Linked DNA regions of Zea mays: region 1 is linked to region 2. The links are chromatin contacts, called in public Hi-C maps. All regions are on one chromosome and are shown on one strand. Each heading gives the region's core, a stretch centred on a gene start, on an enhancer-like site or on the middle of the called end of the contact. The rest is flanking DNA. Distances are from core to core; before and after follow the strand shown. Region 1 holds the start of LOC100281731. Region 2 holds the start of LOC541919 (pyruvate decarboxylase 3).

Evidence for each region. Hi-C and Micro-C count contacts between places; a contact is called where the count stands out from the background.
Region 1: a Hi-C map of tassel shows a contact between it and region 2, with 2.6 times the contacts expected there. The contact joins the promoter of LOC100281731 here to the promoter of LOC541919 in region 2. A contact is called at or near these places in 2 of 25 Hi-C or Micro-C datasets (endosperm and tassel).

Annotation. Positions count from the first base shown.
Region 1 is chr1:45,759,362-45,764,166 of Zm-B73-REFERENCE-NAM-5.0, reverse strand. LOC100281731 reads left to right here and starts at 3,094. Exons shown (of 3, transcript NM_001368087.1): 1 at 3,094-4,067; 2 at 4,513-4,805. The coding sequence starts at 3,667.
Region 2 is chr1:45,311,099-45,316,354 of Zm-B73-REFERENCE-NAM-5.0, reverse strand. LOC541919 (pyruvate decarboxylase 3) reads left to right here and starts at 1,441. Exons shown (of 6, transcript NM_001111582.2): 1 at 1,441-2,109; 2 at 2,187-2,350; 3 at 2,742-3,392; 4 at 3,483-3,600; 5 at 3,704-3,892; 6 at 3,993-4,602. The coding sequence starts at 1,582. The coding sequence ends at 4,163.

The DNA of each region.
Region 1 (4,805 bases), core at 1,845-4,344, 450 kb before region 2:
TGGGCGAAGATATTCTAGGGGGGAGGTGAATTTTGAGGTCACGCAAACGCAGTGTCCGACCGAGTCGACATAACGACAGGCCGCCAGTTGCTGCACAAAAGGTCAAACGGCAACAGGCACATAGGCTTTTCCTTTCTCGTGATAACCATAAAAGGCCGAAGAAGCGAGACAGATCCATTTTATTATACAATGCCAGTGCACAGTTCTCTCTCTGACCGAATTTTTTGTATTTTAGTCCCTAAACTGAAGTAAATTCACGTTTAGACCTAAAAAAATTTTAAATGCAGTTTTGGACCCACAGCTCGGCGCCATAGGCCGTGGCGCCGAGCTAACACAGCTCGGCGCCACAGCCTATGACGCCGAGCTGTGACGTGGCCGCAACGGCTAGTTGCGTCCAGGGCTTACCTGGCTCTGACGTGGCGGCGGCGCGGCCTCGTAGCTCGGCGCCACAGATCTTGGCGCCGAGGTACGAATGCCTATAAAAACGCCCGCGCGGCTGGCCGAGAGCAGCTCATTTCATCCCATTTTCAAACTTCGTCAAAAATTGCTGGATTCAAAGATTTGAGTTGGTTCACTTCGTAGGCCAAGGTATGATTTCGAACTGATTCGTTTTGTATATTGGGTTGTTAGTTAAATAATTTGTATACACCTATTATATTATTATTTCGAATATTAGTTTGTGTAGACTTATTATAAAGCATAATAGGTACAAGTGATAATTATAATCGTTTATTAGATGAAAGACATGTACCGAGAGGCGTTGTGGCAGAAGAGAGGTCGTCCTCGGGAGTTATATCCGGACGTATCTAGTAAGGATGCTCCTGTTCCTCCTGAACTCCCCGTGCCTAACTGTGACTGTGGCAGACTAGCTTGGGTACATCAATCACAACATCCAGACACGGCTGCTCGCTGCTACTACCTTTGTGGCACTTTGGACGTACGTAGCTTATGACTTGTCACTTAACTTTGTTCGCGTTCATTATTTTGTAGATATGTAATAGTGCATCTTTCCATTATTTTAGGGACATCAGAGGTGTTTCTTTTTCCAGTGGATCGATGGTCCTGATAAATTTGACCCTCGATATCTTCTTTTCGTTAATTGGTTGAGTGGAAGGACCAGTCATGAGCGTTTTAAGCGTTGGGTACCTCCTCCCCCGAATCCTCCACCAATGACGGATGCAGAGAAGGAGGTAGCAACAGAAAGACGGATGGACTCACCGCCTCGATGCGATTGTGGAGACCGTGCTGTCATCGACGAAGACTATGACAAGCAGTTCTGTTGTCCGAACATTGATTATGTGAGCCCATTGATACGCTAAATATATGAACTAGTTTTTATTTACAATAAATTACTAATTTTTTCTCCTGCAGCCATACGGGTGGCGTAAGTGTCGTTTCAGAGAGTGGTTGTATGGTCCTTTGTCCCATTGGCCAGAGCCAGAGGTAAAGGAAAAGAGATACATGGGGTGGGCGGCAGAAGAGGTCAAATTTGATCCAGTACTCTGCAAATGCGGTATTGAAGCTAAGTATGGATTAGTTCCTTCGGAGCTTGGTGTTGGATATTTTTGTGGACATATGGTCGATTACGATGAGGTTGGTATTTTTTTGCACCAGATGTAATGTTATAGCGGTACTTACTATTTTTTTGTAGGAGACGAGGAAATGCAGTTGGGAGAGTTACGACGACAAAGGAGAGGTGATGCGGACAATAGAGTCCAAGAGAATAATGGGACAGAAGATGCGTTGTGGATCTCAGCTCGTTGATTCGTACATTAACGATCGCATACGCGACATGCGTAGGGAAGCAAAATCTGCCTTTTATGATAGCCCGAAGCGTGCAGAGTATAGGAGGTTGAAGGCGGCAGATGAGAAGAGAGCACAGGATGCAAGGGAATGGGAAGCGGCTCAAGCCGAGAAACAGATGTTGGATAATCTTGCTGATCGCCTCAAGGGAAGTAAGTGAGATAAATGATATTTTAATTATGTTAGTACAATTTATTTATCCTGACTTTGCTAACTTAATTTTCTCATTATATTTGCAGAGATTGGAAGCGGCGTAAACTATTTGGCCGATGAGGCGCATGCGAGATATGTGCGGCAGTGGGCGGAGCTCGGGCGCGGCACAGGGCGGGCGGCGGCGACCGCGCTCGGGGGAGCTCGAGCGGGCGGCGGCGACCGAGCTCGGGGGAGCTCGAGCGGGCGGCGAGCTCCGGCGACGTCGGGCGGGGCTCGCTAAGGCGAGCCGGAGCTCGGCCGGGACGGGCGGGCGGCGGGGAGCCGGAGTCCGGGGAGGCGGCGGCGATTGAGGAAGTCGGCGGCGGCGTTGGTTTGGAACGAGCAAAGACAAGAAACGCGCGCACAGAGAAGGCCGTTTCCAGTTTTTTCCTAGCTCGGCGCCAAGATCTGTGGCGCCGAGCTAGGTGCCACGCAGGACTGCCACGTCAGGGAGCTCGGCGCCATAGGCTGTGGCGCCGAGCTGTGTTAGCTCGGCGCCACGGCCTATGGCGCCGAGCAAAGGGTCCAAAACTGCATTTAAAATTTTTTTAGGTCTAAACGTAAATTTACTTCGGTTTAGGGGCTAAAATACAAAAAATTCGGTCTCTCTGAAGACTGAAAAAGAAGGAGAGAGAGAAAGAAGGCAGAATCAATTCATATCTCAGACTATCTCACCACGGCTTATCCATTTGTCTCCCGTTACTAACTCCACTCTATAAATCATGTAATTTATAATAATATAAAACATTGTTTTGTATAGACACACACGATGTACACTAAGACTAATCTCATCTTCTATCTTAAACTTCACTTTATAAATAAATTCTACAGTACAAAACTGCATTTTGCATTACCGTACGACGTGCCGAGGACGGCCTGGCATTTGGACCAGGAATCCCAGCTTCGCATAGCGTATTCGGGGTGCATGGTGGATGCAAAGGAAGCTTGCCATTTGCAAGCTGCAAAGCATCTACATTATTCATTTCGGTTCCTATTTTTTCTGCCTGCGCATGGCAGCAAGATCACATGAACGCACCAAACACCTCTCATTAATTATTCGCAGGACGCCAGCCCCACCTCCCTCTCCTCTTCCTGCCATGCCTTGGCCCATGGCCCATCGTCCATGGACATGGACCAGAGGCCCTCACGCTCACGCCTTCCTAGCACGCTGGCATTGGTAGTACTACAAAAACAGGCGTCGTTTTTCTTTGCCTCCCTCCCCACCTTGTCTGGCTCCCTTCTTCGCTCTCCATGAGCTGAGCAAGGCTGGGCAGCAACACGGCGACGGAGAAAAATCTCTTCCCTGGCTCAGAGATTCCCCCACAAGACCACGGCATTTCCCCTTGCTACTGACCAAACATCGCAGCCTTTTCTTTTTGCGATTTTTCTTCACATTTTGTAGACACCAACGCCCCTTCCTTCAGTGTTCTGAATATAAATAAATACAGTAGATTCATCCAGCAGAAAATACAGAACTCTCGGTTTGTTCTGATCACTCGGTTCCATCTCCCAAAGCGACCCCGCCGCCAGTAGATCCATCCGGCAAGAACTCGGTTCTGCTCCGTCCTTCTGCCGTGCAGAAACGATCCCGCCGCCTTCAGTAGCGGTAGCAGAAAGCCCTATCAAGCGAGTGAAGACTCAGCAGCAGGCAAAGAGGTCGAGTCTCCAGCGATGGCGGCGGCGCTGGAGTGCTGGTCGGGGCGGCCGAGCACCGACGAGGAGATGGTGGAGCAGGTCCTCATGAAGCCCCACGGCCGTTCAGACGACTCCCTCCCGACCTGCGCCGACTCTGCCTCCGCCGGCGAGCCGACGTCGGCGCCCGCGCCGCCCAACCCCAAGAAGTGGCAGCGGCTGGGCCGCAACTTTGCCGGCGCCATCGCCGCGTTCAAGAACACGCTGAGCCTGGATGGCGGCGGCCTCCCCCGCGACCCCTCGCCTCGGGCCGAGAAGCCGCCGCCGCTCCTCCTCCGTGGCCTCGCGCAGCTCTACTCCCGCGGCGCCGCCGCCAACCAGCAGCTGCCGGAGAAGCTCGTAGCTGACCTCCGCCGCCACTTCGACGCTCTCCCCAACAGGTCAGTGTCCCAAAGTCGCCACCTTTTGTGTGTGTGTGTGTGTGTGTGTGTGTGTGTGTGTGTGTGTGTTTTACCCCATTTAGCAGTTAGCACCACCCGATTCCGCAACAAAGCAAGCTGTATTACTCGGCCAGCCTTTTCCCTCTTTCGGTCAAATTTTGCAACTCTATAGAGAGGTGCAGACCTACTTGCCACTGCCTCTATCGACGGCACAAATTTGCTGCAATCTGAGATTAGTTTCGTAAGCAACTAGTAATAGCTGGATCTTTTATCTACCATCTTTGTCATTAACTTCCAGAGATCACAAATCTGTGCAGTGAATTTCTGTTACTGCGTTTATGATTAAACCGACCACATAATTTGATATCTAAAGCTAAAGGCGACAGTGCATTTCTGTCTGGATCTGCTGAACGGTTGCTGACAAGCAAAAACTTCGATTTTGCAGCTACGCACAGGCAGGATTTGACATGAAAGATGTCCTCTTGCATGCCCGCCTTGTAGAGCAGGCGACCGGCGAGGATCAGCCTGCGGTGAACATTGAGGAAGTCCATGGCAGAGGAGCTGGTGATGAAGGCACTGTTTTCCAGCTAACATTTGCTTGCACTGCCCCGCTCTCGTGGCAGTCAATGTCAGGATCACTAGACAGCCCTTCGTTCTGCTGCAAGAAGATCCAGATCTTTGAGAAGAGAGGTCTGACACTTGGTGTCGTCATGATACTTGTGCAGACTGGGAACGAGG
Region 2 (5,256 bases), core at 192-2,691:
AACCTATTATAAACTAACTTTTTTATTTTAGCCATAGACATACAAGTACAAAACAAAATTTCTTTTTGTTGGGGGATCACGGCCCCGCTAGCCCCCTTGTCTACGCATATGTATATTAATCTACATGGTACGCAAATAAATATGGTACCAATTTTCGTGATTTTATTCATGTGTACTTGAAAATAAAAGATTACATTGTCTAAATTTAAAAAAAAAATGGCTCTTTAGCTCTAATTATTTATTTTCGTGTTTGTATATTCTAATTTTGTTTTTTTTTATCCTAGCTATAGCTCGTCAAAAAACATGAAAGCGAAAACATAAGGGAAGTTTTTCATTTAGGGCTAGTTTGAAACCTCGTTTTTTAAAGTGTTTTCATTTTTTCCATAGGAAATTAATTCATTTTTCTCTAGAAAAATAGAAATTCTTTGAAAAAGTAGATTTCTCAAACTTGCTTTTGCATTTGTTTTCATCCTAGCTGCCGGCTATATTACGTACGTTGATACTTTTGAGAGGTGTCAGTATCCTATATATGTCGGCTAGGAAACTTCTTGGATACACGTCCGCACTGAAAAATTTGGATACTGACCAAAAGTAGAAAATAGCCTATATAGGCCCAAGTGCCCAACTACCATGAAGAGCAATCAGCTTTTCTATCCTCATTTCGTTACATCAGACATAAGATTACAATCATTTTCGTTAGTAGAAAAATATTAAAACTACTTAAAAGAGGTCGTTGAGGCTAAGCAAGAGATTATACGTATAAATACTTTGTTTATGCAGGTATTTTTTCACTTTCTGAATCAAATAATGTGTTGCATGAATTGCTTTGAAACCACTAAGTTTTAAGTTAAAGCTTGCTAGATAACAAATTTTAGCTTGTAATTTTATATAATAATAATTTTATTAAAATATACTAACCGTATCTATGTGTCATTATTGTTTGAAAAAAAAAGATGTATCCGATACATATCGGTTCGGATCCTGAATGCGTATAAAGACAACGTAGGGTAGGACGCCGGAATGGAAGTCAAACCGGAGTCCACCGTGCGCAGCAAACAAACACCCAAAACCGGGACGTGCCGTGCGCCCCAAACCAAAACCACCGCCAACCCACACGCGCCGAATCCACTGAAACCCACGAGGCGGCTACCTCGCGCGCCCTTCGTTACACCGACGCGTGGGGCAACCACGCACGGCAACCCTGTCCTGTCCCGTCCCACGTCTCGCGAGTGCACCCCGGCCGGGCACGGGCTCTCCGGGCTCCGGCCTTCCCCCCACCGTCCACTGCGGTTGCGCAGCCCCTGGTTTTCGCCGAAAGACGACGGTTTCTACGCGAAACGCCCCCGTGATTACACGAAAATCCCGTGCACACCCCTCTGCGCCACCTCGGTATAAAATGACAAGTGTTGTCCCCTCCGCCAACTCACCGAACCAAACAACACACGTCAAAGCGGAAAACCTCAGAAAACCACAATAAATCATCCTCGTCCACCACTGCCCCCGCTCTGCTGCAACTCCACTCGGCCCGGCCGCCCTTTCCACCCACCTTGATCCTCTGATCCGTTGGTGCTTGACCGATCCATGGACACCCATATCGGATCCGTGAACGGGGCGGCGTCGAACCAGACGGTTGGCTGCCCGGCGTCGGCGCCGGGGTGCCCGATGGCGTCCACGCCGGCGCAGCCCGCGGCGACCCTGTCGGCGGGGGAGGCGTCGCTGGGGCGCCACCTCGCGCGTCGCCTCGTGCAGGTCGGCGTCAACGATGTATTCGCGGTTCCGGGGGACTTCAACCTCACGCTGCTCGACCACCTGATCGCCGAGCCCGGCCTGCGCCTCGTCGGCTGCTGCAACGAGCTCAACGCCGGGTACGCCGCCGACGGGTACGCGCGCGCGCGCGGCGTCGGGGCCTGCGCCGTCACGTTCACAGTCGGGGGGCTCAGCGTGCTCAACGCCATCGCGGGCGCCTACAGCGAGAACCTGCCCGTCATCTGCATCGCCGGCGGGCCCAACTCCAACGACTACGGGACCAACCGCATCCTCCACCACACCATCGGCCTCCCCGACTTCTCGCAGGAGCTCCGCTGCTTCCAGACCGTCACCTGCCATCAGGTGAGTCCCTGTGTGGACCCACTTTTGCTTGTGATTTTGAGTGCCCGTTTCATCTGGTTGCCTGTTCGTGGATTCAGGCGGTGGTGAACAATCTGGATGACGCGCACGAGCAGATCGACACGGCCATTGCCACGGCACTGAGGGAGAGCAAGCCCGTGTACCTCAGCATCAGCTGCAACCTCCCTGGGCTGCCTCATCCTACCTTCAGCCGCGACCCAGTGCCCTTCTTCCTCACCCCCAGGTACCAAATGTCCTTTTTCTCACATTACTCACCCTCAGGGACCACCTGTCCTTTTTTTCAGATCCACGGGCTGTTTTTTTAGGCAACAATGATAGTAACTTTTATTGGATCATGAAACTTATCCACCAAAAACTCTTCAAATTTGCAACGTTGTCACGTTCTAATTGAATAGGTAGCACTGAGACAATGCAATATCCATTATACATGAAGTCATCTGATGAAATCTTCAGGCTAGATAAGCAATCATCTTATGTGATAATGCAGTGTCATATGATTTTTAAGTCATTTTGATGAGTGACATGTCTGTAAACTTGTAATATGGCACTGCAACTGTGGGAAACTTGATGCTATCAGAAACCTTGATATTAATAATTCCGTTGTAACACTGCAGGACGAGCAACAAGATGGGGCTAGAGGCTGCAGTGGAGGCAACTGTCGAATTCCTGAACAAGGCGGTGAAGCCAGTCCTTGTCGCCGGCCCCAAACTGCGTGTGGCAAAGGCAGGAAAGGCATTTGTCGATATGGTAGATGCCAGTGGCTATGCCTATGCCGTGATGCCATCGGCCAAGGGTCTTGTGCCAGAGACTCACCCCCACTTCATCGGCACCTACTGGGGCGCCGTCAGCACCGCCTTCTGTGCGGAGATTGTTGAGTCCGCAGATGCCTACCTCTTTGCAGGCCCCATTTTCAATGACTACAGCTCTGTTGGCTACTCATTCCTCCTCAAGAAGGAAAAGGCCATCATCGTCCAGCCTGAGCGTGTGATAGTGGGGAATGGGCCGGCATTCGGATGTGTGATGATGAAAGAGTTCTTGTCTGAATTGGCTAAGAGGGTTAATAAGAACACCACTGCCTATGAGAATTACAAGAGGATCTTTGTACCTGAGGGCCAGCCGCTGGAAAGCGAGCCAAATGAGCCACTGCGAGTGAATGTGCTCTTCAAGCACGTCCAGAAGATGTTGACTGGTGATAGCGCGGTGATTGCTGAGACTGGTGACTCCTGGTTCAACTGCCAGAAGCTTAAGCTGCCAGAAGGCTGTGGGTGAGCATTCTGATGGTACTCTGTTCTGTTTGTTTCTCTTGAACTCTGTTCTGTTCCTGGGTTCCCATGAGAACTGTCTGCATGCTGCAGGTATGAATTCCAAATGCAGTATGGTTCGATTGGATGGTCAGTGGGTGCATTGCTCGGATATGCTCAGGGTGCGAACCACAAGCGTGTGATTGCCTTCATTGGTGATGGGAGCTTCCAGGTGAGGAGGTTTCATTGCCTGATCAAACTATCTTTTACTCCCTGCTGCAGTTTGTTGGATGATGGCTCAATTCTGATGTGATCCCGTGGCAAACCTTATGCAGGTTACAGCACAGGATGTGTCAACTATGCTGCGATGTGAGCAGAACAGCATAATCTTCCTGATCAACAACGGTGGGTACACGATTGAGGTGGAAATCCATGACGGGCCATACAACGTCATCAAGAACTGGAACTACACTGGCTTTGTGGACGCCATCCACAATGGCTTGGGCAAGTGCTGGACCTCCAAGGTAAACTGCTTGCTCTTTGGCTAATGCTTGCCGGAAAAACATTTGAACTAGATGGTGCTGAAGAACTTATACCGATACACTGCAATGATAACTTGTCCAGGTGAAGAGCGAGGAGGAGCTGACGGCTGCCATTGAGACAGCGCTAGGGGAGAAGAAGGACTGCCTGTGCTTCATCGAGGTGATCGCGCACAAGGACGACACCAGCAAAGAGCTGCTGGAATGGGGCTCTAGGGTTTCTGCCGCCAACTCCCGGCCACCAAATCCTCAGTAGAAGTCCCGCAGGCTCCAAGCCTCGGAGTGCCAGTAGTGATAGTAAGCTGTAGCACGGTGGGGGCTCAACCGAATAACGTGAACGCATTGCCCTTTCTGTTACGTGTTTTATTTTATTGTGTTTCTGTGGTCGTATATCTGTTTTGTGACGTGTTCCCTGCTTCTCCCATGTGAATTCCAGAAGAACTATGAGAAAATTCAGGTTGGTTGTCACTATTTGTGCTGCGTTACCGGTGTGATTTTACTTGCCAGGTAAACATCGCCGGCCAGGGAGTGAATCATCTAGAGATTGGGCTATAAGTATTGTAGCGATAATTATTCTAGTACGGAAGCAGGAGATGGAGCATGTACTATCCAGATTTTTAATAATTGATTGTGCACACTGCGGGGGCACAACACATACAGGTGCGCGCCCCGGTGCGAATCGCCATGTCACTATCAGTGTGGGAGCCTAGAGAAATTTTCTGAGCAAGTTGCTGTCCTTCGTGCAGCTGCACATAGCCAAAGCATGTTTTTTTTGCAAATATCCTGAGAAAGGTATCTGTTCTCGGTTCCCGACATGTTCTGTTGCTTTTGGCAGCCCATGTGGAACTGCGTAACCATGTTCATTGTATTCGATTGGTGGATTTGTCACTACTCTAAAAAAAATGGCTGGTGATCTGAGATGGGTTCGGTGGCGACTGGCGAGCAACAAAGCAAAGGGTTAATTTATGTAGAAACAAACATACACGGCTCTAAAAAATAATTATGCTTTTTGCAGGGAAAAAAGGACATCGGCATTGTCGCATTGATCATGACGTAGGGAGAAAGCAACTGCCACTAGGTGGCGCGGTTCAACAGCTGCGCTTGCTGTTTTGCTCGATGAAGCGTTGGCAAATTGTAGTTTTGTGTTACCTGCACAGGAAAGTCGAAACTGACGATCGCGAGACAGCAGCTGAATGAGGACGCTACAGGATGGAAGTGCGCTGTCAGTAAGGATGCAGGTAGGGAGTGGCAGCATAACTCGTTTCTGTTTCTCATAAGGATCAGTTGAATCGGAGCCAAACAGGGTACCCCCAAGCCACCAAAACAAAGCTCACTCTCAATCTGGCTCA